5 separate regions of the Mus musculus genome follow, and all the other regions are linked to region 1. The links are chromatin contacts, called in public Hi-C maps. All regions are on one chromosome and are shown on one strand. Each heading gives the region's core, a stretch centred on a gene start, on an enhancer-like site or on the middle of the called end of the contact. The rest is flanking DNA. Distances are from core to core; before and after follow the strand shown. Region 1 holds the start of Lca5 (Leber congenital amaurosis 5 (human)). Region 2 holds the start of Cyb5r4 (cytochrome b5 reductase 4). Region 3 holds the start of Senp6 (SUMO/sentrin specific peptidase 6). Region 4 holds the start of Myo6 (myosin VI). Region 5 holds the start of Dop1a (DOP1 leucine zipper like protein A).

What was found. Hi-C and Micro-C count contacts between places; a contact is called where the count stands out from the background.
Region 2: a Hi-C map of uterus shows a contact between it and region 1, with 4 times the contacts expected there. The contact joins the promoter of Cyb5r4 here to the promoter of Lca5 in region 1. A contact is called at or near these places in 2 of 484 Hi-C or Micro-C datasets (CD4 T cells and uterus).
Region 3: a contact with region 1 is called in a Hi-C map of CD4 T cells, with 4 times the contacts expected there. The contact joins the promoter of Senp6 here to the promoter of Lca5 in region 1. A contact is called at or near these places in 1 of 39 promoter capture datasets (cranial neural crest) and 1 of 484 Hi-C or Micro-C datasets (CD4 T cells).
Region 4: a Hi-C map of LSK cells shows a contact between it and region 1, with 4 times the contacts expected there. The contact joins the promoter of Myo6 here to the promoter of Lca5 in region 1. A contact is called at or near these places in 1 of 39 promoter capture datasets (cranial neural crest) and 1 of 484 Hi-C or Micro-C datasets (LSK cells).
Region 5: a Hi-C map of CD8 T cells shows a contact between it and region 1, with 9 times the contacts expected there. The contact joins the promoter of Dop1a here to the promoter of Lca5 in region 1. A contact is called at or near these places in 1 of 39 promoter capture datasets (cranial neural crest) and 2 of 484 Hi-C or Micro-C datasets (CD4 T cells and CD8 T cells).

What each region holds. Positions count from the first base shown.
Region 1 is chr9:83,438,632-83,444,439 of GRCm38.p6, reverse strand. It overlaps Lca5 (Leber congenital amaurosis 5 (human)), which reads left to right and starts at 3,341. Exons shown (of 8, transcript NM_027448.2): 1 at 3,341-3,531. The region is part of intron 1 of Gm2087 (predicted gene 2087); the gene reads right to left.
Region 2 is chr9:87,019,089-87,024,896 of GRCm38.p6, reverse strand. Cyb5r4 (cytochrome b5 reductase 4) reads right to left here and starts at 2,868. Exons shown (of 16, transcript NM_024195.2): 1 at 2,644-2,868. The coding sequence starts at 2,718. It overlaps Ripply2 (ripply transcriptional repressor 2), which reads right to left. Exons shown (of 4, transcript NM_001037907.2): 4 at 4,456-5,244. The coding sequence ends at 5,088.
Region 3 is chr9:80,063,796-80,069,603 of GRCm38.p6, reverse strand. Senp6 (SUMO/sentrin specific peptidase 6) reads right to left here and starts at 2,701. Exons shown (of 24, transcript NM_001311110.1): 1 at 2,032-2,701. The coding sequence starts at 2,080.
Region 4 is chr9:80,162,027-80,167,834 of GRCm38.p6, reverse strand. It overlaps Myo6 (myosin VI), which reads right to left and starts at 2,801. Exons shown (of 33, transcript NM_001039546.2): 1 at 2,606-2,801.
Region 5 is chr9:86,463,486-86,469,293 of GRCm38.p6, reverse strand. It overlaps Dop1a (DOP1 leucine zipper like protein A), which reads right to left and starts at 2,140. Exons shown (of 39, transcript NM_177208.3): 1 at 1,998-2,140. Ube2cbp (ubiquitin-conjugating enzyme E2C binding protein) reads left to right here and starts at 4,378. Exons shown (of 10, transcript NM_027394.2): 1 at 4,378-4,553. The coding sequence starts at 4,477.

The sequences.
Region 1 (5,808 bases), core at 2,092-4,591:
GAAAAACATCACTGGCTGCAGTGCTTTAAATTGTCCCCACCTCTCCCATCCCAGTTGGCAGCACTCAGGAGAGCTAACCTTGGCAATGAACATATGCCAGTGAAGGTGTGTGGACAGAGGAATACTCTGTGGGATACACTATGACATACCATAGATGCTGCCACTGGAGAGGAACAAGGCCAGCTTACCCACTTCCATGATCCTAGGGCCAGCTCTCCTGTCTGTCACAGGTAGCAAGGGGGTGAGGAGAGGGTATCACCCCACACCCACGCCACCTCCTGGCAGACAAATGATGGGGCCAAGCCCTACCTCGCTCTCATCCTTGGGGCTGGCTCATTCACAGCCTCTCAAACTAGGAGAGCCTACTGTACTGCCCAGGTGAGGTGTAGGGCCTGCTCTTGGGGTCAGCTCTTCCCACTGCCTCTGGTGGCAGCATAAAGGGGTGAGGGGACAGCCCTGCTTTCCCAACTCCCAGAGTCAGCTCTCCCACACTCAGGGGAGCAGCTCACCCACACCCCTGCCACCAGGGCCAGCTGCACTATGATGCCTGAGCAAGTGGTGCTGCCACTGGTGAGGGGTGGAGCCAGCTCTGGCCAAAACACTGGAGTCAATGGTGAGGGGTGGGGCTGGTTCTAGACAGCCCTTGGATATCCATGTCATCCCCATAGGCTGCCTCCACCAGGGACTTCCCCGTGTTCTCTAGTGGTGATATGAACCATAGCCATCAACACTGACCCCTGAAACTGTGTAGCCATCGATCCAGGCATGATCTTCAGTGGCAGCTCAGGCTGGGACCTCACCATGGCCTCAGGAGGTGCCACTGGCCATTCAAAACAGGCTACTCCTCTCCACCCTTGAGTCTCCAGTCCCACCTCTCTTCACAATGCTCAAGCTGTTCCACTTCTCTTTCCCTCGCTTCTGGCCACAACATATTTGTACATCGTGGTTGTTCCCACTGTAGGATGGCCGTGCGGCCACCAGGCCCCTGGTTACAGCCTCCATCTCCCTGCATGGCGGGGGCAGCAAGTGAGTGTCTATGGTCTGCCTGTGCTGTTCTCAGGAAGGGGTCTGTGGATGGCGTAGCGATTGCAGGGCTCTTTCTGTCTTCCCCCTCTTTCGATGTGCAGCTTGGTGGTAGGCAGGGCTTTGTGGGTCTATGGCCTACATATGCTGTGGGGTGGAGGGCAGGTCTCTGGGTATCTTTCTCCTGCCCCTACCTTATGGCATGGCAGAATGCAGGTCTGCTTTCCTCCTCCTGTGCTGTGCTGCCTGGATTTGGTTTGATTTTTGTGTGTCCTAGGCATAAAACAGCTTTGGCTACTAAGCCAGGCATCAGGCTAGGGATGAAGAAAGGACTGCCCTCTGCTCTGCCCCTGACTGGTAGAAGAACAACATCAACAAGGTGTTTCATTGCACAATGCCCGGGGGGCGGGGGGTTGTTTTTTTTTTTCTTTCTGTTGTTTTTTGTTTGTTTAAGACAAGATCTTGCTATGTGTATAGCCAAGGCTAGGAGTTGATATATTCCTGTCTGAGGCTCACACATTTTGGATCATATCTGTCACACACAACTTTTTAAAAGAATGGTATCTTATGAAAAACTGAACTTTTGTTGAGGATGATCTGCTATTGTAATTATAAGATTATATGCACGTATATATATATACATACACACACATATATATATGTATATGTGTATATATATATATATATATATCTTTATTGTCTGATGTCAGGAAAACTATGTCTACCTCTGGCTAGTAAATGGTTTGAAGGTTCTAACAAGTCCTTCTGATTCTGCAATAGTAGTTCCCTCATAGGAAAAACTGCAGTTTCTTAAACATATGTAGAAATGGTTTTTTTGTGTGTGTGTGTCATTGCCATAGAGCATCAAACATGGCAAAGTCCTGCAGGAAAAAAAAGGGGGGGAGGGGCATTCATTGGCCAATGGGAGTCTGAAGCACTGTAGTAACAGGAATTCCTGTGAGACTAGAATACAAACCCAGAGTGCCCAACTGTGATTAGGATTCATCCCCAAACACAATCTTTACAAACGGCAGTTAAATATTTAATGCAGTTAAATAGTTTCAATTAGTAAAAATATTAAAATGTGGTTTGGTAGCTTCAGTTCTTTTTTCCTGGAAAGCTGTAACCTGTGTAGTACACAGTGAAGTGAAATGGTATAATCAGAAAACTGAAGTCCTAATAAAAATGGCAGATCAAAGTCATGCCATGTAGAAAGGTGAAGTTATCATCACACTTGGGACAAATCTTTAAAACATCAATTTGGTAAAACTGGCTTTGAGGAACTATAAATTATTTTGGTTATTTTTTTTCAAGGTCAAATAAAGTAATTGTTATCTCTGATAGAGTAACACTGTGTGGTGTAATAAGGACACTGAAAATGTTATACACAATTAGGTATTTTGTTTGGGAGATTTCTAAAATTTTAGATACTTTTTTGACTTGCCAGTAATGCTATTACCCTGTTAGAGAAATGCTCTAAAGATGCTAGATTTGGAAGTTAATAGCCATGTGGTTCTATCCTGATCTCACCGCTTACTACCCCCTGAATCTATTTTCTGGAGTATAAATGACAGCAGGCTTCAATCGGGAACTGAACAGTCTTATTAAACGGTCTGGATGAGAAGCTCAGAGAGCGTCAGAGCCCCCGTGGAAAAGATTTTCTTTATAGCTTCTTTACCTACTGCAATTAATACTGCTTAGTGTGCACTGTCAAGTTTAAAAGAAAAATTAGCCATCTAGCTGCCCTTAGCCCACTGTCATGCACTTCAGAATATTTCCTTTAAAAACAATTCTTTGAAAACATAACGAGAACAAACGTGTTCTCATTATCCTTTAGCCCCAGATTTCCTTCAGAACTTAAAAATCATGCGCAAGCCATATTCAAGATGTGTTATCTCAAGAAAGTCCAGAACCCAGGCAGCAGTATCATGAAAATATCAAGTCCACACCCTCCTACACATCAATTTCAGCGGAACCAGAAAAGTACATTGATTTCTTTATAACGAAATCCAAAATATTCAGAAAAAAATAGGGCCGGTTTCCAAGGGTTTTGTCCACAGACCCTTTCTGGAGCCGGCGTCCCTCTATGAGAAGGGTTGGCATTCTTTCGGTCTGTCCTGGGTGCTGGGCTCCGTGCAACTGTCCTCGCGGGTCGCGGTTCCCCGCCTCACCGGCCCACCAATGGTTGATGCCTCTCTCCTCGCCATCCCGCCTTCCGATGCCACAATAACCAATAGAAATGAACGTATGGAGTCCAGTAACCAATGGGAACTGGGGGAGGCGGAGGCCGGTCCTCCCGCGGTGCAAGCTGGGCTTCTGCTCCGTTGCCCAGGAGCCGAAGCCGCCGAGCCGCCGCCCGCAGCCGTGGTCCCTACAGTGAGTGAGTTCAAACTCCCCGCAACCGCAGTCTGCAGCGTCCGGGTACTCTAGGTCTCGGACCGTAGCTGTCGGTCGGACTCGGGGATCGGCCGATGATCCAGGCAGGAGCAGGAGGTGCCAGCTTGGAGGGTGAGGGGCGGGCCTCGGATGAGAGAGGAGGTCTGCGGCCGGGGGGGGGGGGGGGGGGGGATGGACGTGATGGGGCGGGGCGAGGCGGGGCTGATCGGCGGATGCTTTGGAGAGAAGGAAGAGAAAGTTGAGAGACTGGGATTTGTTAGCCCCCTAAAGCAGAAGGAAAGCATGTGCAGACGGATCCAAAGAAGAACGAAGTTACCAGAAAGAAACCCCTGGAGACTGGTGTAGATCGGGATGGGAAAGGAGGGCGCGCGGAGCCTTTCAGAGACTCTGGAACAGTCTAGGATATTATTGTTAACACTGTCGTTAAAGGGGAGAGACACTTTGGTCCAGGCTGTGGATTATTTTTATACATCATTGAGGGATGGAATGGAACGAATGAAAGTAGTTAGCAAAACCTACCTGTTGGCAGAACTGAGTTGGGGTGGATGCACATGCCTTTTGTTTCGCGCTAGCTGAATAAGGGAACAGTGTTTCCCTGTGTGACCAGTTCACCTGAATGTAAATTCTTAGTCACTTCATGGGCTTGATACGTAATGGTATCTTTTGGTTGGTAACAAGTTGCTAGGGGCTGTATTTTTCCTCCAGAGAAGTGCAGTGAATGGTAGACACATTGTGAGGATTAATTTTACGGAGGTATTTGTACCTATATTTGGGTAAGTGGGGTGGGGGCGGGGTGTGGAGGAAGGTTTTATGAAAGTAAATTTTCTTTTAGGATTGATTAATTGTGTGTGTGTGTGTGTGTGTGTGTGTGTGCGCGTGTTTCCTGTCCTGGACCAGCTCCTGCCTGCACATCTCAATCCCGAAGTTTGAGGGTCTTAACTCTTGGCCCAAGCAGAGTAGGCTTGACCACATACACATGGATGCTCAACCGTGCGTTCAGGATTAGATAGATGTCTTTGGGATCAACAGTCATAACTTAGGGCTTGAGAGCTGATTCAACCGTTAAGAGTACTAACTACTCTCCCACAGGCCCTAGGTTTGATTCCCAGCAGCCACATGGCAGCCCACAACTGTCTGTAACTCCAGTTCCAGGGAATCCTACGCTGTCTTCTGGCCCTTCTAGGTACCAGGAACTGTATCCATGGCACACAGACAGGCGTTCAACAAAACACTCACATAACTAACTTACTAACTAAACAAGCACACAAATAATCAAATATAAGTAAGTAAATTTAAAAAGTCATTTAAATGGTGAGGGATCGGGTGAGAGAGCTACAGGCATCCAGGAAAAGGGTAAATGGAGGTTTCATTTTTCTCATTCTCATTAATCTGTATTCTTTCTAGTCTCTCTCCACACTCCAATTTTCTATTAGTATTTACAGTATTTCACCCTGTGATCGGTTGTGCATTGGTTAGTATGTTTATTCAAATGTGTGGCAGGAAAGACGAGTTCTCTTAGTTCTTTAAATTGATGGACCGTCATTCAGACGTCAAAAGCAGTTGATGCCTCTGGAAAATAAATATTTCCAAAACTGTATCTCTTTAACATCACGGAACTACTTCTGTCAGACTTGCTAGAAAAAGACTCAAGCAGTCCCTCCTGTTGTCAAGCTTGGGGACACCCCCTCCTCTGCCCACGACTCAGTCTTCTATTTTTTTTTTTTTCATTCCATAACTCAGTCTTCTATTTTCTTTTTTCATTCCATAGTTTCTTGGCCAACTCCATCCTTCCTGGTGGCTTCTACTATCCATAACTTACTAGCACACCCCCAGTTTTGCATCTCTCCCAACTTCTGGGTAGGTAATTGTAGGTACTTCCAGTTGGATTAGCCTGCCCACAGGTACCTCAGACTCACTGTGTCTGATAAACCCCATGCGGTCAGATGATAGCATTTGCATCCAGCTTTACAAGTCAAAAACTTTGGAATTCTTCCAGGTTCTTCTTCTCATACTCGACATTTAGTCCATCACCAAGTCCGGCTTATTTGACTTGCTCAGTATCTCCAGCATCACTTTGATGCTCTCTATCCCTAGCTATGCTATTATAGCGCAGACCTCTGATTTTTGGGTTAAGGTAGACCTTTGTAAAGGTCATGTCTAAGTGCTTTAACCATCCTAAAGATCCTTTGTTTCTGTAAGCAGTCTGCCTGTGATTGTAGCTTCCATCTGATCCAGCCTCACTCATTACTTTCTGATGCCCACAGCCAGTGTACTCATTTCAAACCAGATTGTTCCTTTTTCCTTTTTTTTTTTTTTTTTTTTTTTTGGTTTTTCATGACAGGGTTTCTCTGTCCTGGAACTTACTTTGTAGACCAGGCTGGCCTTGAA
Region 2 (5,808 bases), core at 1,619-4,118, 3.6 Mb before region 1:
TAATTTAGGCATTCATTTATCCCAAAATAAATAGGTCAGGACCTCTGGGGTACACTCCATCATCTAACTCAACCTTCTTGTTTTGACCATTGGTGAAACTCTTCTGGTGACTCCTCCCAAAGAATAAAAAGTGAGAAAAACAATTCCTATCCCAGAGAAAATCACTGGGTTCTCTCTCCATTCAGTAATCCCTAAGGCAATTAATTCTTTGGAAATGCAACTCAAATCATAAATCTTTCTTCTACAGTGGCTCCTTATTCCTCAACTGTTAATCAGATCCTCTGGTCACAGTTTGCATTACTAGCTCCATGTTTTAGCCTTGACTTTCTACAACTTTCTATCAAATGCTCTGGCCTAATGGGCACAGATTCCCCACTGGTGTCAAGCACTTGCTCATAGTATTTTCCTCCAATCTAACTCTAATTCTTTTTTGGTGCTAATACCCTACTGACGTACGGAATATAATTGTCTGTTTTCTTATCTGTGCTGCCTGTGAGACTAAGTCCCTTGAAATCAGAGACCACCCTTCAACATACTACACTGTCTTAGTATCAGAGACCACCCTTCAACACACCATACTGTTTTAGTATCAGAGACCACCCTTCAACACACCATACTGTTTTAGTATCAGAGACCACCCTTCAACACACCACACTGTCTTAGTATCAGAGACCACTCTTCAACACACCACACTGTCTTAGTATCAGAGACCACCCTTCAACACACCATACTGTTTTAGTATCAGAGACCACCCTTCAACACACCATATTGTCTAAGTTTCCTTTTGCTGCTATGATAAAACACCATGACCAAAGTCAACTTATAGAACAAAGAGTTTATTTTGGCTTATGGTTCCACAAGGGGATTCCATAATGGCGAGGCAGGTGTGGCATCAGGTACCCAGAGCAGGAAGCTGATTAATCATATAGCAACTGCACACAGAACAAACTGAAAATAGGTGAAGCTGTAAACCCTTAAAGCCTGCTCAAAGTGACATACTGTTTCCAATAAAGCCAAGGTTTCATAACATCCCGAGACAGCACCATCAACTGGGAACCCCATGATCAAATGCCTTAGCATATGTAGGACATTACAGTTTCTCAATAAACACTGAACAGCTATTGCATAAGGAATCTGTCTCTGTGTAAGATTCAAATTGGTGAGATTTGAATAAAGGGCGTAAGGTAAGGAATATCTGCTGAGTGCGTAGCAATGCTGTGCTATGGAAAAGTCTCATCTCAGGCCTATGAACAAGACAACAACAACAACAACTGGTCACGCGTACATACACCTGAGCCAGAATGTGACTGCGATGAAGTAGTGGGTCTTGGAAAGACATCTCTTTCCTACTCCAAAGTTCTAGACTTTTAACAATTTAACAATCAGCCTATCTGGCTGAGTTCCATTTTTGAAAACTTTATCTGACTGTTTCATTGTTTTATGCAGTCCTAACTCTGCCTCTCAAGGGTTCGAGATTGTCTCATTTCATAACAAAGAAATTAATCCTACCTGAGGGTCCTATTAAATTACACAAAGATCTTACTTTGCCCTCTTTGGGGACAACAAAACTTACTTCTGCTATCGCATCTAAGGAACTTGCTGTCTTTGCCTAGAAGTTTTCTCCTTTAAATGAATGCTGAGAACATAGCCATTTTAATGAAGAAAGTCAGTTACTGACGTTCTCATTCTACAAAGGGCAACCTTAGACTATGGAGCCAAGCACTTAGCTTAAAGAGAGAGCAAGATACCCAGTTGATGGCTGGTGAGCAGAGGCGCACACACAGCAATGAAGGAAATGTCATAATCACAAGCTTACGTGACTGATAGCAGACTTTCATCAACCTATTTCTTTTTACCAAGAATGAAGATAGTAAACGTCCCTAGCTTCAGGGTAACTGTGAAGATTCAATGGGCAAAGGAAAAGGACTCCAGATACACATGGCCATCAGTGAGCCCACAAAACATCTTAGTGCTATGTATGATTAAAGCTGGGGACAGACATTTCTGAAAAATAAATGAAAACCTCAATTCCTTTTCTGATCTAAGGGCAAAACCTCAGATCTAAGTGGAGAAGAATGGAAAGTCTCAAAGTCATATAAAATAAAACTCGAGAAAGGAATCGAGTAGCCCAAGAAGACAGAAGTCTCAAAAGAAAATACCAAGATGTGGTTACAGAATAAGGAACTAGCAAAATAACATAAGAGCATTCGCCTTGCAATGAATACACTACACAATTTGTACTGAATTTTGCAACTATATATCTGTATTTCCACCTGCTGCTGACAGTAACCATATTCAACAAATAGACAAGAGCATGGTACCAGATTCAAAATCAACCAGGGGTGTCTACAGATGAGGCAGTGCTGGAACCACTGGCTACCGTATACACAGAGGAGTGCGACTTGAAGAGGTGGCACTAAATCTGACGGCAGGTTTGCAGACTCCAATCATCCCTAGCCACCGCCACTGCTCAGCCTGGATCTTTGACCGTAAAGAACAAAAGACTGGAGAGGACAGCTTGAGACAGAAATGCAACCATGCCGGAAGCGGGGTGCCGAGTGGACTTACCGCGGCCAACTTCAGCAGCTCAAACACACTTAGGGCGTTTGAGTTAGTAGTCGAACGAACGGCGTCGCCACTTACCTTGCTGCGCCCCTGGGAGGAGACGCGCTGCTGGGAGCCGGGGGCCGGGAAAGCCTGGGAAGGGACGTTCAGCATCCTGGGCCCCCGGCTCGGGCCGCATCCGGGCTCCGCCACCGGACAGGCTGCCCTGGTGGGACCCCAGCGCCCACCACCGTCCGTGCGGGCTCCTTGGCCCGGCCGAGGCCAAGCCCCCGACCCACTTCCGGGGTCGCCAGGGGTCAGGCGCGTCGTGACGCAATCACGCTCACGAGAGGCGGGGCGGGGGCGGAGTCAGAGGAAAGGCTCACTCACTCTGTGAGCCCGGTCGCCCGGCTTGGGAAGGGGTGGCTGTGCGGGGGTTGGGGGCAGGGCAGCGCATGCTCAGTTACTCTTTGGTCCTAAACTTCAGCACCACAAGGAAATGACAGCTTTCTGCTGAAAGATCAGAGAGTGAAGCTGTTCCCCAGCCCTGGTGCTGATAGAGGCCGAGGGTTATTTCTGGTAGAACAAGAAGACCAGTGCCTGTCTCTTGATAAACAACAATTGAAATATGAAAGAAAACAACACTATCAAAACGTTCAGACTGCTGAATAGTTCTCTCCTGTAAAATACTAAGCTCTAGGAAAGAGGACTTCACAGTTTCATGAGCTAAGAAGCCGAACTCAAGCAGCCTCTGCTGTGGGTTAAGAAACGTCACGTTTGGGGAACCAGTCTGGAAAACGAGTAAAAGACGTTTCCAGACGACGTTTCCAGAAGACCTTCTCTATCCATACACTCACACATTCTTCCTCCTCCCATAACTCTTCACTTTCCCTGAAATCTACAAGTAGCTCACTCCTAAATAGAGTGATTTGGTTTTGGTGTCATCCTTGTATTTAATGGCCTATGCACGCTACTTTTTATTAAAGGAACATTTTGTCTGTATAGGCTTGGGTTTCTGTAAGAAATAAATGGCTATATCTAAACCATATACTGTATATATTAATAGGCATGTAACAAAAGACAGGCCACCTTATACTATCCTGATTTGTTAACAAGAGAAATTCCTAACACTGTGGGTCCATGTTAGTGATACATTGGCTTTTTCTTTTTGCTAGGAAAATACACAGATCCACAGGGTGGAATCCAATAGAAAGAGAACATTTTCCCAAAGAGTAGTTCTAAATAACCCATCCCATTCTCTGTGGGGTTCTAATTTTTTCTGATTCTGGACACATCATTTACTCCAGCTATGTAGTTTCCAGAGTCCCTGGGAGTCAAAGTTGTGATAATGTGGTTTAATATTATGAGAGAGTCTGTGGATATGCTTAGTCATTCAAGCACGGGACATTTCTTAGCTAGCTAATTACCTCTCATCTCCACCTCTACCCATTTTTATTCTGGAATACTGCAGGAAAATATTTTTGGTATATTGTCAGACAAGCATTGAACTTGCAGTTCTCCTGCCTCATCCTCACAAGTAGCTCAGATTATAGATTAATAAAATATGTTTGTTTGCACCTGAACTGCTGAGCAGGTGATTATATAAAAACTAAAAGGACTTCATGAGCATAATCTACTGTGTCACCCTAACCATGCAAGTCCATCGTCCATCTCATTAAAGTATGGAATAAGTTTTCTTCTGTGATGCCTATGTAAGAAAAATCAGTCACTGAGGATTTATTTTACTCCCCAGAAGAAGATGTTTATATGAGAATATTGTGAGCGGGAAACTAAAGCAAAAGGAAAGTGGATAATGTTGAATTTTATGTCTTCCAAATCTTAGCTTTATCCAGGACAAAAGAAAAGAGAGCAACTTCATGTTCTCACCGTTTTTAGACTCTGTACAAATCATTCAAATTTAAACCTTTTTTTTTTAATTATAGGAATCCTTCAACATATACAGAAAGTACTGAACACCAGATTAAAGACAACAGGAGAATATCAGAGTGAGAGTCACACTACTCCATACTTAATTACAGTCCTTAAGATTTAAGTGACCCAAGATTGTTTTTCTTTCTCAACTATAATTACTTAAAGCATTTCCCTATGAGCAAGCAAACAAATACTAATATCCGTGAGAATAGTAGCAGCACCCAGTTTTCCTCACTAACTGCCAAGATTATATCATCTGTAACTAAACATCCAATTGAGATCAGCAGAAAACACCAGACATTACAAGAGCCGGTCTTTTAAAAAAACCAAATAGTTCCTTGAAAAATTATAACTAAAGATAAATTTGTGATTTAATAAAAAAAAAACCAGAAGTATTCTTTGTGAATCACAAATATTTATAACACAATCAGGACATTTGTACATGATGTCTATCTTAAAATCCCAACATTTAATTCTAGTGTAGGGACAAAGAGGATTCCAAATACTGTAATTATTACAAAATGTTTTATTAATAATGTATATACAAATAAATTAGTTTTAAAAGTTTATGGTACATTTATATACAAAATTCAAATTGTCAACAGAAGTAACTAATTAGATTGATTTTCACAGGCCAGCCCCTCTATTTCATCTTCACTATCAGAATCTTCATAAAACGAAATTGTAGCTTGAATTGGGAAATTTTTCAGAAGAGTTTCTGCTTCTTGATATAAGTAGTCGTAACACTTGGACTTGGGCCAGAATAGCCTGAAAGAAGCAGACAACATGCTATCCATATGTTTTCACACTTGGGGTCCTAATTGTCACCAAACAATTGATTTCAACAAGCTCTCTCTGCTTAATAATTAGTTTACACATTTTGGAGACAGAGTTTAAAGCTGCTACTGTTACAGTTTCCATGGAGTCTGCTTGCCAGTGAACAAATAAATGGTTGACTTTTCGCCATCTCTAGCCAAGATAAAATTGATATTTAAAAACTGACTCACACTCTATAAGCAGAAAAATCAATGCTTATCTTATTTCATGTCTATTTACATGCTTATTCTTATGAAATGCAGAAAGTTAGACTTACACTCTCTAAATTTCTCTAGAAGGCAAATAAATCCCACCCTTCCATCACACACGTGGATGATAGCCAACTAGACAAAGAGGGTAGAATGTCTGCACTCTGAACAGGTTTCAGGTCTCACTGTCCAGCAGAAACGAAGCCCTTAGTTACAGATACAGCCCATATGCTTGATCAGATATTGATCAGATATATAAAAGCTTTAAGGTCTATGCCTTCACAACTTGCTAGGTGGGAAAGCTGCT
Region 3 (5,808 bases), core at 1,452-3,951, 3.4 Mb after region 1:
TGCACATACATGCAGGCAAAGATCCAAAATAAACTAAACTAAATAAATAAATGTTCTTAAAAAGGTTTTAAAATAGTAATTTCTAAAACCCTCATATCTGTAATCCTTGAGCTGAGGCAGGAGGATTTCCAGAAGTTCAAGGCCGGACTACATAATGTGATCCTGTCTCAATTTTTTAAACAAAAAAAAGCTGGATGAGACAAGATGAAACCCAAACTTTCACATCTGTACATTTACAGTGGAGTAAATTAGAATAAACTAACAGCAATGGAAATCAGATGAACTCTCAGTGATGGCTTTGTGCTTGTATTATGCTGTGTTTCATCCACTCAGAATTTAAACTCAATTAGAAGCCCATAGAAGCCCCAAACCTACAAAAACCTACACGTATAATCATCTGCCTAGAAACTATGAACATCAGAAAACCATCTGGTGAATTTCCAATTTCCAAACAAAAACACAGGCGCTTAAGCACCGGCTACCTGCGAGCTACTACTCCTCTCTCCGCCTGTTGGCAGGGGTTCCCTACCACGGTCAAATTAGTATGGAGGTAATATGAAATGAAGTCATGAGAACATACTAGCTTTCCTTATCATAGAGGACAACCATTCCCCACGTCTTACATAAAGTCCGGTCTGCAAAGTAAAGAAAGCTGCTCCCCCCCCCCCCCCACTTCCCTATTCTCAAGTACAAAGAATAAAGAAAATTACTTTTCCTCTTAGTCTCCATTCACAACCCACTCGGTCAAGGAGTAAACAAGGCATAGCCTCCCTCCCGTTACCACTAAGAGTCTTTCTTAATTTTTTGGTTTTTTTTTTTTTTTTTTTGGTTTTTTTAGTTTTTTTTGTTTTTCGAGACAGGGTTTCTCTGTGGAGCCCTTGGCTGTCCTGGAACTCACTCTGTAGACCAGGCTGACCTCGAACTCAAAAATCCGCCTGCCTCTGCCCCCCGAGTGCTGGGATTAAAGGCGTGAGCCACCAACGCCCGGCAAGTCTTTCTTAATTTTAAACTACATTTTCTTAATTCTGTAATATTTCTAAATCATATCTTAAAGCATGGCCTGGATATATTTCATCTAGAAAACAAAATCCTGCAATTACCCCCAAAGAGTAAATATACTTAACAATTACTGAACGCGGACTTATTTTCCTAAACATATTTACAAATCCGATTACCAGGAAATTTAAAGTCGAATGAACGTTTACGTTCCCGGTTCACAACTGCAACTAAATGTACCTGTATTATGGAAGTCCCTTTACAGCCATAGGCAAAAACCAGTATCGTTATCCATTTACCACCACACCAAACCAAAATAGACCTTTTAAGCCGGCTTGGTCCACCAACTGAAATAGTTAACTCTGCTTCACAAGCGACTAAAAATGGGAACACACCCTAACTCTTTTACCTTCCCCGGCTGTCTCCAAACCGACACTTGGAAGCTCATTCTCTCTCTTTTTTTTTTTTTCCACCTCCCATACCTGCTTTACAAAGTATAAACAACCAAACACATCTCACCGGAGTTCGGGGCACCGCCGGGTCTAACCTGCACCCCGAGGGCAGCGGCTAGCCTGGGAGCTTTTAACCACAGGGCAGTGTTAACCACCACCTCTCCCCCTGCCTCCTTGGATCGGCCAGTTTCAACCAAGCTTAGGTCTGAAACTTTCCACGAACGCTTAAGAAAGACGCGGACGAAGTCTGCTCCTCACCCACTAGGCACCCATCGAGAATATGGAGGTGGGAGCGAGCCCAAGCCTTCGGCGCGCCCCTCGCAGGCCGCCCTGGGCCTCGGCTCGCTGCGCTACCACCGCGCCGCCTCGCGCCGGCCTGCCCGAGCCTTGGCCCGGGCGGACCCGAAGTCGGCGCGCCTGCAGCGCGTTCCCAGCGGGCCATCGGCCGTCCGGGCCCCCGTGGCCCCCGCGGCCCCAAGCCCACCCGGAGCAGAGAGCTGAGTATCACGGCCCGGGGGTGGGAGACACCCCGGTGTCGGCGAATTTCGCCCCCGACTCTCCCCCGAGGGAGACCCGAGCGTACCTTTCAGGAAAAGAGCCCCAGCGCTGCCACCGCTCTTGCCCGCCGCCATCTTCCTCCTTCCACGCCGCCTCCTTCTTACTCCATGGCCGACACCGGCGCGGTGCTGGCGGGGAATGGGGGCCGCGCGTCGGGAGGGTAGCAGCCGCAGGGTGGCGGGCCTCGGGCTCGACCTCCGCGAGGGGCGCTCCCCGCCGGCCGGGCCCCCCACACAAAAGCGGGCCTGACGGGAGGCGGCGAGGCCCACGGCCTGGGCTGCTTCTCCTCAGGCGCCTACCGGGGACCGTGAGCGGCGGCGGCGGCGCTTCCCGGGCCCGGCTCCCCTCGGCACACGACTCCCCATCCACCGGGCCGCGCCGGCCTCTGAGGAGCTCCCTCCGCTCCCCTCCGCCCCGCTCCGCCGCTGGCTCCGGAGGACGGAGAACGGAGCGAACGCTCACACGCCTTCTACGTCCCGGGCCGTAAAATGGCCGCAGCGGCTTGAGCCGAGCGAGGGCTCCGCGACCGTGAGGCGCCCGCGACCCCTCGCTGCTCCAGCAGTGGCCGCCGCCGCCCGCCCACCCCGCCCAGGCGTCAGAGCATCAGCCCAGGCCTCGGCGACTGTCCATGTGGACGGGGGTGGGTCTCCGCCACCGCCGCGCGTCGGTCGCCACAGCAGCCCCGCCGCCGCTCCTCCCCCACCGGCCTCCGGGCCCGCCCCGCCGCCGCCGCCGCCCCAGAGCCTCTCTCTCCCTTCGGGTCCCTGCTCGCCCCCCTCCGGGCTCGGCCGAACCCGAGCCGGGGGCTGTCGTCCTGCCGGCCTGGGGTGGCCTTGTCTGGCCGGCCTTGGCGAGGGACGAACAAAAACCCCTTCCTCGGAAGGCCCCCATGGCAGAGCCGGCCTGCGAGCGCTTGCCAGCCTGCCGGCCAGGTATTCTATTTGGTCGAGTCGCACCACAAATTCTAAAGAAACGCTCCAAGTTCTTGTCTGACCCTGAATTTAAAACGTGCCATGGGAAGGAAAAAAAAAAAAAATGAAGCCAGGTAATTGGAAAATAAAATTGTGTTCACATCCATCTTCCAAACAATGCATATATGATATGATTGAGCCAGTACACTTTGTGTGTGTGTGTGTGTGTGTGTGTGTGTGTGTGTGTGTGTGAGAGAGAGGGGGGGGGGGGAGAGAACACAGTAGACTATGATACAATTTGAGGGGCTTTTTTTTTTCTTCTTTTTTCTTACAAACCCCATGTAGTGGTGTAGGTTTTTCCCAGTCCATAAAGGGATAGAGACAGGTGGATCTCTCTGTCAGATGGAGGCCAGCCTGGTCTACAAAGGAAGAGCCTGTCTTCAAAAACAACAACAACAACAACAAATCCATGAAAAATGCAGAAAATGAAAAAAAAAAGTTACAGAAATTCAAGCCCCTTAGCTGTGTGGTCAGCTAATAAACATTTTTTTCTTTCCTTTCCTTCCTTCCTTCCTTTCTTTCTTTCTTTCTTTCTTTCTTTTTTTTTCTGGTTTTTTCAAGACAGGGTTCCTCTGTGTAGCCCTGGCTGTCCTGGAACTCAGAAACCCGCCTGCCTCTGCCTCCCAAATTCTGGGATTAAAGGTGAGCTAGCGCTACCACTGCCCGGCTACATTTTTTCTTTAAAAAAAAAAAAAAAAGTGGGTGGGGTTGGGGGGAGGGTGTTTTGCCTGCATTTAGGGTGGGAAAGCTGCTTCTTGTAGTTACTTCAGAGGCCGGAAGAGGGTACCCAGGCTAACCAAACTGCTGAATCCATTTCTCCAGCCCTTTGAGTGAAAAAGTGAAACATAAAAAACAAAAGATTCTAGGCCTTTAGGCCCAGGCTTGAGAATGTGACCTTTGTGACTCAATGCTCCATGGTATGCTAATCATAAAACAAATAGCGGCATTCCTCCAGCAACCTGCTTCCTGGGTTCAGGGCATGTTTGTTCAAAGAAAGTCACCCTGACCCACCCTGACCATTGCTGGAACCCTCTATGCAAATATGCTATTGTTAGAGGCTCCTAGAAAACTGTCTTGACTTTCCACTTAACTGGTATTTTTGGTATTTTCCAACAAAGCCCTCCCCACCCCCTTGAGTTATGGTTTCTTCCTTTAAATACCCCCTTACCCAGCTACTCTGGGCACCACGGTCCTCTACCCCTTCGTGGTGTAAGACTGTGGGCCCAAGAGTGCTCTTGAAATAAAAGTCCTTTTGCAGTTTGCATCAAGACCATTTCTCGTGAGTGATTTGGGGTATCACCTCTCCTGAGTCCAAACGTGGGGGAGTCCTCACGTTGTGGGTCTTTCATTTAGTGCATTGGCCGGGAATCGCGACCACCCCTCACACCCAGAACCGACTTGGAGGTATAGGGATCCCCCCTGGAATGTGTGTGTGCCGGCCGGTGTCTCTATTCTGAGTGTCTGTTTTCTGTTTTCTGAAACAAACGTGCACTTGTTGTGTTGGTTTGTTTGTCTGTGTCTCGTCCTTTGTTTCTGAAGCACAGAGCAGCCTGAGTTTGGATCCGTCTGAGTTTATACTGATCAGCCTGAGTTTTGGATGCTGATATGCCTGAGTTTATACTGATCAGCCTGAGTTTGGATCCACCTAAGTTTGGTTTCTCTGGTTTTGGTTGTCCCAGTGGAAGCGGATGATGGGGTTTTCTGAAACGCACACTTTGTATTTGCAGCTGTCCTCTCGGACCATAAGGACCGGAGGACTGTGATCGGCAGACGTGCTAGGAGGACCACAGGCTGCTGCCCTGGGGGATGCCCTGGAAAGTGGGGAGAGCCAGGAATGCCTGGTAGTCTCTGGAGATTGGTCAGAGGGACCGAGTTCTGTTGTTGAAGTGGAAGCTTCCCTCTCTGAAATCGTCTAATTCTTTTGCCTGCTTGCGGAGGACAAGAAAGGGTCACGTGTGTCTGGATCTGTTGGTTTCTGTTTTGTGTGGTTTTGTGTATGTGTTTAGAGCTATGTGAAAATCTAGAGAAGCGAAGGTAATGCTCATAGGTGCTTTGTACCCTGACTAGAGATAGTTTACACATAAGAGAACAGGTTTGAGAAAAGCAGTACTCTCTGACTATCTGGGGATAATTTGGTGAAAGAGAAAAAGAAAAAAATAAATATACAGGATCAATTGGTCTTTGGAGTCCTGCACCTGTAGTTAGAAGTCTAGTGTGACTGGAGGAGCCCTGCTAGGAGCTGATTGTAAACGCTGCTCTTAAAGGGACCAGCAGCTTCTCAAGTTCTATTGTAAGGAAACTGATGACTGTTTTTCCTACAAATATCTCTGTGCTTGTGAGTATTGAATTCATCAGGTAACAAGGGGCTCCTCTCTTGAAATTACAGCTAACAAAAAAATTAAGAAGTTTGTTTGGTTTAAATAAGCAAATGTATGCAGCCATTTCATTTTTGTTTCTGAATAGTTTTAAAGGTATAAATATGTTTTATATGTCTTGGTTATAGATTATTGGCTCATAAGTTATTGGTTATGATCAAAAATTTGTAACATTGGTAACAGAAAGTTGGCTTAAAACTGGTAACTCTGGGTTGGAGTAATTCAGAACATGTGGCATGAGCCAACCCATGGAAACAGGTCTCTAAAGATACTCCTAATATTCTATGTAATTCTTATCCTAGAAACCAGACTTATAAAAGATAGGATTTAGGGCAGTGTCTTTTTGAGGTATTGGCGGCTGCAACTTCTTGTGTTTTTGTGCAGGAACAGGCAGCCAAACTTTGTAGCAAGTAATGTTTTTGGTGTTGATTTTTAAAGAAAATGGATTGTTTACAC
Region 4 (5,808 bases), core at 1,552-4,051, 3.3 Mb after region 1:
ACAAATTCACAGAAGTTGTTTCCTTGAGACCCAGGTATCCAACTAAGGTCATCAGGGTTCCAGACAAGTGTTTTTACCTGCTAAGCATCTCCCAGGCCTAGATATCTTAATCTTGAAGCATGTTTCCCTCCTAAGGTTAAAGCTAATTGAATAACATTTAAAAGACAGCTACTGTATTAAAGAGCAACAATCTAGCTCATTTGAAGGACAAAAACCAAAGTTCCATCCTGACCAGAAACATCATATACTGCTCAGCTACAATGAAATCAATCCAGGATTAGATTGCAGTGTTAATTCCTATAAACCCATCAAAATGAAAAGCACATAATACTTAATACATGCTGGAACCACTCCAGACGTGATGCCAAAGCATTGGGTCACTGCTCAAGGCCTTGAGAAAGAAGACAGAATTCTCAGTTCGTTCTAGACTCCATGCATGGCCTATCACAGTTTACCTAGGGTACCGACTCCTAATCTCCAGATCAGGCCTACAAAGGGCTCTCAATAGTTCACCAAGTAAACCGAAATCAAGACAACTTCTGGGCAAAGGAGGAGAGAGGCTTTGTTGTCAGAGACTTCCATGTGTACTCAGAGTCTGGACTTTGCCCCTCCAAAGCTACAAGCAAGTATTCATTCTCTGAGCCTCTGTTTTCTCCTCTATAAAAGGAAAGGCTGTCAACCTGGAATATTATTTTGTAAATCAAACCTTTAGGGGTTTTTTTTGTGTGTCACATCACTACTAAATCGCCAGCTCATAAACTGTTAACAAAGTATCTCTTTCTGGGAATCACCATTATACTGTGTGAGATTTATTCAAATTGCAATGTGTTTTTCAAATTGCAATGTTTAAATAAGATGTTCTAATATAATATATATAATAATATAAATGAAACTCCAGTACCCAGGGCCTCACACACACACACACACACACACACACACACACACACACACACGCGCGCGCACACACACACACAAGGCAAGGTCTTTACCCACTGAGTTACACTCCCAATCCTGTACCCTAAGTGGAGTTTTGAATACCAAGAGAAAGTTAAAAACTAGAGAATGGTTTTTTATGTGGAGTTCTTATGGATTTATTCAGACCTTGCATGGTGGAAATCTTTAAAACCATCTAAAGGCCTTTCAAAACCCAGATACAGTCCAGTTGTCTAAACAATAAGTGATCCACCACAGACGCCAGGCAAAGTCACAACAGGATGAGCGAGGAGCCTTCGGCTTCTCTCCGATTTCCTGGCCACTGTTATTTTAAAATTTGATCGTGTAAACAAGGGAAAATCCCTTTCGGACAAGTCCCATGGACTATAATTTGCATCTTTGTTTTTAATATGTTGTAGCTTCTATGAAAAATCATAGTTGTTCACTTTTTCTTGCTCATGTGTCTAGGTACTAAAGACCATATGTAAAATCTATACTCCACGGCTTTTTAACTGTATAATCGCAATACTCTTTTCTTAAGGGTTGTATTCTGTCCCTGCCTTTTACAAGTAACTTTTGAAAACAAATACAAAACTTGAAAGGAAGAGGGAAAAAAATGGGTAACAGATCACACACACGAAATAAAAACACTACAGGCCGACGAGCATCAGACTAAAATGACTTCTATTTATCACTGTGCCTGTTTACTCCTGTGCAACTGCAAACACAGAAAATGGGCAGACATTTAAAAGTCAATGAGCTGTTCTGAAGAACTACATTGTTTCTGGGCTTCCTCTGTCCCCCTTGTAGCATTTGTGGCCATTTCTAAAATTAATGCTAGAGAGCACTAAGGTAATTTTTTTTTCACTAAACATTTCCCAGTTGGAAAACCACAAGCCAAGATGTCTTGAAGTCGAGTTAATTTGTACAGAAATGCTGCTGTTCCGCAGCCAACCTTTGGACCATGACCACCACCAAGCTCAAGACTCAGATTTTATGGTGTTACAGCCGAGCCTCAAAGGCTGTTAAAAGTCTCAAGCTGACTAACTATATTCGAAAATCCTGCAACTGTAACACGAGAGCAAACTAAAGTTTTATTCAACACATATGAAATCGGAGCAGCGTTTGTGTAGCGCTCCAGCAGTATCTCCACATTGGGATTTAAACAGCTCTGCCCTACATACTTTATGCCGGATAAAATGTATCTTTGTGTAAAAGTTCCTGACATAGATTATCTAAGAATGGCCTTATCAAATTATTTCCTATTTTAAAATACAATCCACAGCTAGCACGTTTTAATTAGTTTAAGACGATTTGGAATTAAATAACAAAGTTATTTTCAGCAACACATCCGTAAAACTCACACTCAAAATACTAGAACGCTTAGGAACTAAAATTCCAGCTTTATAGTATGCTACCATGGTCTTCTTCGACACAGCTAAATTATTAATGGTATCAATTGATCTTTACTCTGACAACAAACTAGACTGTGTAGCTTTTTCACTGTGTTTCGAAAGGAGAAAATAAAACTATCTTGCAGTGTCGGGTGGGACTCGTCAGGTGACAGGAGCCCCGCTGGCCCGGGAAGGGGAAGCCAGAGCTCCAGTCCGCGCCGGGCAGAGCAGAGGCCAAGGCGGTGAGGACAGGCAGGCGGGCAGGCGCCCACACTCACCCGGCGAGGCAGGTGCGCGAGGGGTCGCGGCCGTGGAGAGGCTGCCGGGCTGCGGGCGCGAAGGGCAAGCGCGACACCGCGGCCGAGAGCGAGCACCGGAGACGACAGCACGACGGCGGCCGGGATACGCTTCCTGCTGGGACAGATCCCGGATCGGTCTCCACCCGCCGGCCAGAGAGCCCTGCAGAGTGCCCAGCCTGCGCACGTCACTGCTACGGAGCGCCCAAGGGGGCGGGAGGCGGGGCCGGAGGCGGGATTTTGTGGGACCGGGGCGGGGCGGCTAAAGAAAGGGCGGGTCTTCATTGGCCAGTGGGCGGGAACAGCCTAAGGGGCGGGGTCTTGGGGCAGAAGGGCTGAGAGGGGCGGGGTCCTAGGCAGCAGGACAGGGAGGACTCGCAAAGCGTAGGGTCTTGGGAATGAAGGAGCAGAGGGACGTGGCCTCAAGTCAAGGAACGCCGGGGCGGCTGTGAAGGGGAGGCCTCAAGAGCTAGGGTTGAGAGGGGCGGGACCTCATGAGGCGCCGGGGAAGGGGGTGGTTGAAGGAGTGCTGGGTAGGGGCGTGGCCTAATGGCGTGGGGCAAGAGAAGGGCGGGGCCTCAGGTTCCGACCGCATCCCTGCATCCCTGCAAGCCAAGGGCTGCAGGTAGCCCCTCATGACATTCCCTACCTCGCAGTGGTAGTTGTTTCCACTGCCACAGCGAGGGACCACAGCAAAGAGTCAGTTGAAGAAAAGTTGAGAGTGGGACAGGCGAATTGCGGAGGAACTCGCTTGTGGGGATTAAGGGTGGCACCGCAGCCCATCTAGGCTCGTGCTCCTCACCTGCCTGCGTCAACTTCCTGTTCAGCCCTTGGAGGATTGAACCACGGAAGAAAATTTTTTCTTCTCTGGCTAGCCTCCCATGCAGATATCATATTTACTTCTTACAGCCCCTGTATTTCCACCTCGCCCCCTTTGTTGTTGTTTATCTGGACTCTTGAGAGAGTCTCGGTCTGTAACCAGGCAGTCCTGGAACTCATCATGTAGCCCGCGCAAGCCTAAGAATAGTGACAATCCTTGTGGGCTGGTTTTATAGAACTGAGCCAACTGGCCCGCTTTATCTTTCCGGTTGTTTAATTTTACTGTCCTTATAAGGTCATATGTGGGTCATCTTTTTAAATTAAATATTACATTCCTATGCAAATTTGAGAGCAAACATCTCCTTTACTAGAAAAAAGAGGTTAATATGAAAACAAAATAAGGGGCTGGCAAGATAGTTCAGCCAGTGAGGGTTCTTGCAGCCCATCCTGAAGCCCAGCATGTTTCAAGGAGAGAAACAACTCCTCATATTGTACTCTGACCACTGGGCTCTGTCTAGAAGATTCCCAGAGAAGACAGGTTTCAGGAATTCAAACTGGACCTGGTGCCTCGTGCTTGTAATTCTAGCTACTCGGGAAGCTGCATGTTCAAGACCAGCATGGTCAGTTAGTAATATCCTGTTTCAGAGAGAGATGGGCTATAACTAAGTCCACGGTAGAATACTTGCCTAGCATGTGAGGCCCTGGGTTCAATCCATATCACCACAAAAAAATGGTAAGGGAAGGGTCAGGCATTCAGAGACGACCCAAATGACTTGATGAAAAAGCTACCTTCCACTGAACACATTTCAAATTCGTAAGACAGTAAGTAAAATTAGGGAAACTAAAAAAGAGGAAGGAAAACCAAGAAAGGAAGTAATTTACAGCAACCACAGAAATGTAGCTCCAAGATTGCCAAAAGAAAAATCTCAACTATATCAAAGATTGTAAAATAAACTAAAACCAGGGGCAGACTTATTTCTCAAATTCCAGTACTAAGGTGAGAGAGGGGGATAGAGGGCAAGCAGAACCCTTGGCTCACCATTGGCTCACCCTGGCCAGCCATTCTAGCAGAAAAGGAGAGCTCTGGACTCACTGAGACCCCACTACAAAAAATAAGAGGATGAAAGACTGAAGAAGATGCTTGTGTTGGTTAGGTTTTTTATCTGTTTTGCTTTGTTTTATGTGGGTTTGTTTTGTTTTGTTTGGCAAAACTTCATGCAAGTTAGAGTCGTCTGAAAGGGAACTTTAGTTTTTAAAAATCCCCCATCAAATTACCCTGTAGGCAAGCTTATGGGACATTTTCTTGGTTGATTGATAATTGATGGAATTAATTAATGGAAGGACCCAGTACACTGTGAAAAGTGTCATTCCTGGGCAGGTGGTCCCAGGGAATATAAGAAAGCAAACTGAACAAGCCAGGATGAATAGGCCAGTAAGTAGGAATTCTCCTTTACCTCTGCAACAGTTCCTGCTTTCAGGTTCCTGTTTTGAGTTCCTGTGATGGATTGAGAGTTGAAATAAACCCTAAACTGGCTTTGGGTGGTGTTATATCATAGTAATACAAAGCAGACTAAGACAATGCCTAACATAGGGCTCCTACCCAAATATATTGCAGGTACGCAGAAATAATTGGCTTTTTAAAATGAAGATCATGGTGCTGAAGAGATGGCTCAGCAGTTATGAGTACATAGTAGCTCATAAGAGCTTTTAAATCCAGCTCCAGGGGGAAATCTCATAGGCTTATTCTGGCTTCATCAAGCACTGCATTCCTGTGGTACACAGACATATGTACAAGCACAACGCCCTACACATGAAGTAGGTAGAATAATAATAGTAATGATAATAATTAATAATGATAAATTTCTTTAAAGGAAAAATGAAGATCGCTACATATTTTTAATACATACCTTACTTAAGTTTGAATTTGACATAAAGATAATCTGTTTGTAAGTCAGTAGAAGGTGTTTTATTTACAGTTGCTTTTTGTAACTAATGACATCCATGAGTCTTACCCTTTGTCCCTGCTTTAATCTGTTTCATCTCTTTACTTCTAGCCTCATATCTCTCTGCCCATTTCTTCTTTCTACCTCCGACTGTTACCATTTTCTGGGCCACCATCACTACAGATCTTAGATAATCATAACCACTAGTCCATAGTTAGAAATCCAAGTGAGTGGTTCTCCACTATCCTCAGTAGAAAGTCCAAACCCCTTAAGATTCCTCTTCTCCTGGACCCTTACCTACTTGGAGACTGGCTCTGTGAGTTACCCCTTAAGATACCTTCCCCTGGACCCTTACCCACATGGAGACTGGGTTTGTGGGCTACCCCTTAAGATACCTCCCCCTGGACCCTTACACGCTTAGAG
Region 5 (5,808 bases), core at 891-3,390, 3.0 Mb before region 1:
AACAGTACTGCAATGAAACCCAGGGCCTCAGGCATGCTTGGTAAGCATTCTACCATATACTTGCATTAGAAACTGGGCTCTCAGCTGGGCGTGGTGGCGCATGTTTTTAGTCCCAGCACTCGGGAGGCAGAGGCAGGTGGATTTCAGAGTTTGAGGTCAGCCTGGTCTACAAAGTGAGTTCCAGGACAGCCAGAGCTATACAGAGAAGCCCTGTCTCGAGGAAAACAAAAAACAAAAACAAACAAACAAACAAAAAACAAAAAGGAAAGGAAAGGAAAGGAAAGGAAAGAAACAAACTGGGCTCTCTGGTTAGTTAAATTTGGGAAATGTTATTTAAACCTTCCTTTGGAAATTATATGCATGCAAGCATAGCATGAAGTCTTTGAGGAGCTGCCTTCACAAGCAAACCAAAGTTAAACTTGGGGGAAGGAGGTGTGGCTTGGTGGTAGAGTGTTTGCCTTGTATTGGAAATACCTCAGGTTTGATCTCCAAACAAACAAAAGTTAAGGTTGGTTAAATCTAGTGTGTTGCCACATGATTTGACATGGAACACTGTTTAAGGGAAGTAAACTATTGCTTTAGTACAGTCTTGATGGGAAATAGCAATTTTGAAAATCATGAGCTCTTCAAATCCCTGAGGCTGTTCATGTGCCAGGCCCAAGGTTTCATTCCTTCCCAGCACCCCAAGAAAAAAAGTTTACAGTGGGAGCACAGGCTTGTGGTAGAATCTAACTAAGCATGCACAAGGAATCGCAGTACCACTAAAACAAAACAACAAAACTAGACACCAGAATACAGACAGTAACTGAGGGGTAGAGAGATCATACCCAGTTAGCAGCAAAAACAGAGCTTTGAACCTTAGCCCTCAAGCCCCAGGCTACAGTTGTTTCTACTATTGGAATTACAAAGTAGGGCTCTTCACAACAGATGGGAAAGCAATTAAATTTAACCTTTGGGTCATGGTGTCACATTTTTGGTCTATGTTTCCTTCAGTTTTAAAAATTCTTTATTAAAAATTGGGTCCCCAAAAGGGGGTTGCTTTTAGCAGTTCTGAGGAATGACAAAGTTTAATTAGAAGTAACCATTACAACAAGGAATTCAGACTACCTGGGCTATAATTTCTGTCAGCTCAACGAACCAAGGGATTGATAATCCTGTGACTTACTTAGCACATAGCCTAGCACATAGCGACGCCATGCTAATACGAATACAACTAACCTCAAAGTGGCAAGACCTTAACACCTACATATGGGGCTATCATCTCCAGAATGAAAAGTTTTGACCCTATAGTTGCGAGCTACTAAATGAGGTTGACTCCTGTATTTTTCCGATCAAAAAAAAAAAAAAAAAAAAAAGAGAAGAAAAAAAAATGTGTTTGTTGACTACAATCTCTAAATCTGAGTTTTCTTCAACTCCACAGAACTCCGAGATAATATAAGAATTAACAAGACACAATTTGCTTGGGGAGGAGAAAGTACAGTTGCGTGCTATTCCCTCCTCAACAGGATGAGGGTGAGGTTAAGTACAGCGATGGGGCAACTTTCAAAGCCTTGGAAATCAAAGGTGAGGACTGTTAACAACTTCCGTGTGCTAGCTCGGCTTCCTCTTGGTGAACTTGGCTCTGCTTCCCAACCCTCTGCACCGGCACATCGGCGGGCCTCGGTGTCGCCTCGATCCTAAAAGGGACCCACCGGGCTGGCGAGGCAACGGGGTGCCGGGAAGCCTCCAACAAAGGCGCCGGGCACCCGCGCCCAGGTGACACCACCCCTCAGCCCCGTGCCGGCTCTGCCCGCCGAAGGCCACGGGCGGACAGGCCCCGGGTCCCACCGCTCGCCCCGGGCAGGTCAGGGCCCGTTTCCCTCCACCCAGAGGCGGGCTCAGGTGGGGGCCGGGCGGTGACACCCCGACGCCACCACCGCAGGCCAAGCCCGGAGACGCTCGCCCGAACCGTGCCGCGTCTCGCCGCGCGACCGCGCCGGGGGCGGGGACGCTGTTACCTGCCGCGGGCTCTGCTGCTCCCCGCTGGCGCCGCTCTCTTGGCAACCGCGGCAGCCGCACGAAGGCCGCCAGCCCAGGGCCTAGTGACAGCTACCAGCGTGCACCGCGCGCGCCCACGCCGGCGTCGACGTCGGCGGCCTCCGTCCCCGCCCCCGTCCCCGTCCGCTGCTCGGCGGCCACGGCTAGCCGGCGCCACAGCGCCCTCGTGCGGGCGACCGGAGAGACGGCGGAGGGAAGGCGGGAAAGGTGTGAGCAAGGAGCCAGCGAACCATCATTTTGATGGAATGGGGGAATTGAAAACAGTTTTGAAGTATTATTTAAGTACGATCATCTGGATCCACCAGCACTTTATGCGCGTCATTTCAGGCACAGTTTGTGTGAAACCGAGAGCCAGTTTAGCACTTTTTTTTGTATCTAGCCGTCTTTCAAACGCGTATTCGAAAGGGTTGTTGTCTTTACAAGTGTTTTTGCGTGTTCTAGTTTTAAACCATATATGAGGAGCACGCTAATCTGAGGACGCTGTGTATTTTGCTAGGTGTCAATATTAAGTATTGCCAAAATTTAAGTAATATTCTGTGTTAAAAGTATAAGAGAACAATTGTCCTTCAAATAAATGAGTTGCCACCAAATAGTAGTTACCTTTGCTTTTTTTCAAAAATTATTTACTTATATTTTATATGGGAGTGCCACAGGTATGTGTGTGCATGCATGGAGCCCAGAAAAAGAGGTCAGATGCTCTGAAGTTGCAAGCAATTATGAGTGCTATAAACCTAGCTTCCCAGTCCTGTGAAACAGCAACCAAGTGCTCTTAACCACAAAGCCAACCCTCCATCCCAAAGCTTTTACTTTTTAAAGCTATTATTCCCTCTTATGATCTCAAATTGTTGGAATGAAACAGGAATTTATATAGCAACATGATAAACTTTAAAACACCTCAAAGGTTGATATTAGAAAAGTTATCTGAAATCACATTTTCAGTATACTTAAGACCAGTTTTTGTTTTGAGACAGTCTTGCCACATAGCTCTAGACGGCCCTGTACTCACATAGCCCAAACTGACCTTGAACTTTCAGCAATCCTGCCTCAGTCTCCTAAATGCTGGGGTTGCAGATATACGCCATCCTCTTTGGATTAAACCTATTTAGAAATGCTTCCAGTTTGTTCAATGTCAGATAATTATAACTATGAAATTATGAAATGGAACATCAATAAACAGGATTTCAGTCCTGGCTAGTTTTATGTCAACTTGACACAAGATAGAGTCTTCTGAAAGGAGGGAACCTCAATTGAGAAAATGCTTCCATAAGACCTAACTGTAACTCGTTTTTTAAAATAGTGATTGACCTAGGAGGGCCTAGCCTATGTTGGGTGGTGCTATCCCTGCCTGGGTCGGTGATCCTCGGTTCTATGGGGAAGCAGGTTCAGTGAAACCATGGGAGCAAGCCAGTAAACTCACCCTCCCATAGCTTCTGCATCAGCTCCCCCTCTCGGTTTCTGCCCTGTTTGGGTTCCTGTCCTGACATCCCTCAATGATGAACAGTGGTATAGAAGTGTAAGCTGAACACATGCTTTCCTCCCCAAATGCCTTTGGTACTGTTGCTTCATCACAGCAAAAGCAACCTTAACTAAGACAATCCCCATTATACAAGCTATGTTTTAAATAACAGCTTTCCATTCTTAAAAGGTGTCCAACTGAAATCCTATGGCCTGATATATTTGTTTATACCACACTAGATCTTTTACTGCATCAAACTTTCGAAATGTATCTTGTAGGAGCAATTAAGTTATGACTTCTTTTATTTCTGCAGTATAGTGGGAATGTATATCAGAAATTACTCATTTCCTTTTAGCTTCTCAAAAGTTACATGAATGGTCAGTCAAGATACAAGTCCACCAGTCTTTTAGTGGTTACACTGGTTTTTGCAACTGTTTCAGTCTTGGAAGTACCATATCTAGCGCGAAATGTAATGGCCAATCAATTGTGGATATTTTTGGATACATCATACGGAAGCTAATAAACTGTTCTAGTTCAAATAAAGGAGACTCCGATAAAGTGGGCTTTGGGGCTCTGGACCTATGGGAAGTACCACCTGTACAGCTTCTGCTCCATTATCTACCTCATCCTACTCAACTATCCAGAGAAGAGCTTCCCCTGGCCCAAACTGAGCTTTCTGTTCATTTCAGGGAAAGAAATGCTCGTAGTCATAGTCAAGCCCATCCAACATCCTTCCAGTGGAGGTCAGCTCTGCTCTCTGGGTCGCACCTGTCCTACTAGAGCGGCCACTGGGGCAAGGTCGGCGCCTCGGCAGTGCGCTCTCTTCCCGGTAGGTGGCGCTCTAGCCGACAGACGGCCGCCGCCGGATCCCTTCGCGCTACCTTGGCCTGGGAGCCAGCCGCCTGCTACGGCCGCACGTGCTCCCACCCTGTCCGGGTTCTAGTAACTGTGGGCTCGGTCCCGCGTGGGTCCCTGAGTCGGCCATGGCGGTGGCTGCGGCGGAAACGCGCGTGTTCCTGGAAGTGCGGAGACGGCTGCAGAGTGCGCTGCTAATCCTGGGGTAAGGGAGGGAGCACCGGTGCGCGGGACCGCGTGCATGGGCCAGGCGCGCGGCCCGGAGCCTGGTGCGCGTGTGCGTGGCACAGGAGCGCGGATGCGCGGGACCGAGGGAGCGAGCGCGCCGGGCAGTAGGCGCGTGCGCGGGACAATGTGCGCGTGCGCGGGGCGAGATGGGTTGCCCTGGCGAGCATTTTAGCCGCTGAACCATCTCCCCAGCCTGTCTGCGAACTTTAAATTTCATATTTACTACACAAACAAGAAACTTTTAGGGGGTAAAATGCTCCTTTTTGCTAATGGTCAGCAATTTTAATGGTTTGTGATCTCTTCGTGGGTTTTGCCTAGTTCTTAGTGACAAATGTATCAAATAGATGTGAAAATGTACTACAGAGCAGCACAGTTGTATTTTTTTTTTTCCTTAGCTTCGCCTTTTTTCCTAAAATCTGACAAGTAGCTAAAGTGGCAGTTTTGCATGCGGCCTGAGGACTGAACTCAAATCCTACCTTTCTCACATGGGCAGAATTACCTGGATTTCTTCAGTTTTAAGATTGGGATTGAGTCTAGGCTCAGTACAATTCATTTGTGTAGCTTGTACAGATCTTGAATACTCCCCAGTATGGGGATGAAGGGTGGGGAGGAGTGAGATCAATATCCACAATTTCTGTCCACTGTGTTTGGTAATTAAGAATACACACATTACCAAATACAGCTGCCTAATCCCTCGTACCAAACAAACTCTGTGAGAAACCTACTTTGCTAGACTGCCTGTTTGTCTCTCTGATCTTTTGACTGTTGACTTCTAACACAGCTCAGTCCCTTATCCTACTAAGAGAACCATGGTCTGGTCCCATTCAACCAATCTACACAATATCCCTGTTTCTCGAACTGTGTTGACATGTGTATTAGTCAGGGTCCTCTAGAGTAACTGAATTGATTGAATGAATCTGTCTATAAATAGAAAGAGGATTTATTAGAACGACTTAACAGCTTGCAGTCCAGCCAGTCCAACAGTGGCTATGAATGAATGTTGAGTCCAAAAATCCAGTGTTTGCTCAGTCCGTGAGGCTGTGTGTCTCAGCTGGTCTTCAGTGCACTTCCTAATGACAGTGAGAGGGAGGGCAAGCAAGCAAAGAGCTTCTTTCTTCCATGTCCTCTTCCCACAGAAGTTGTGGCTTATATTTGAGGTGGCTCTTCCCAGCTCAAAAGATCCGGATAAAGGAATGTCTTCCTACCTCAAAGGTAGGAAGTGAGTCTTCCTA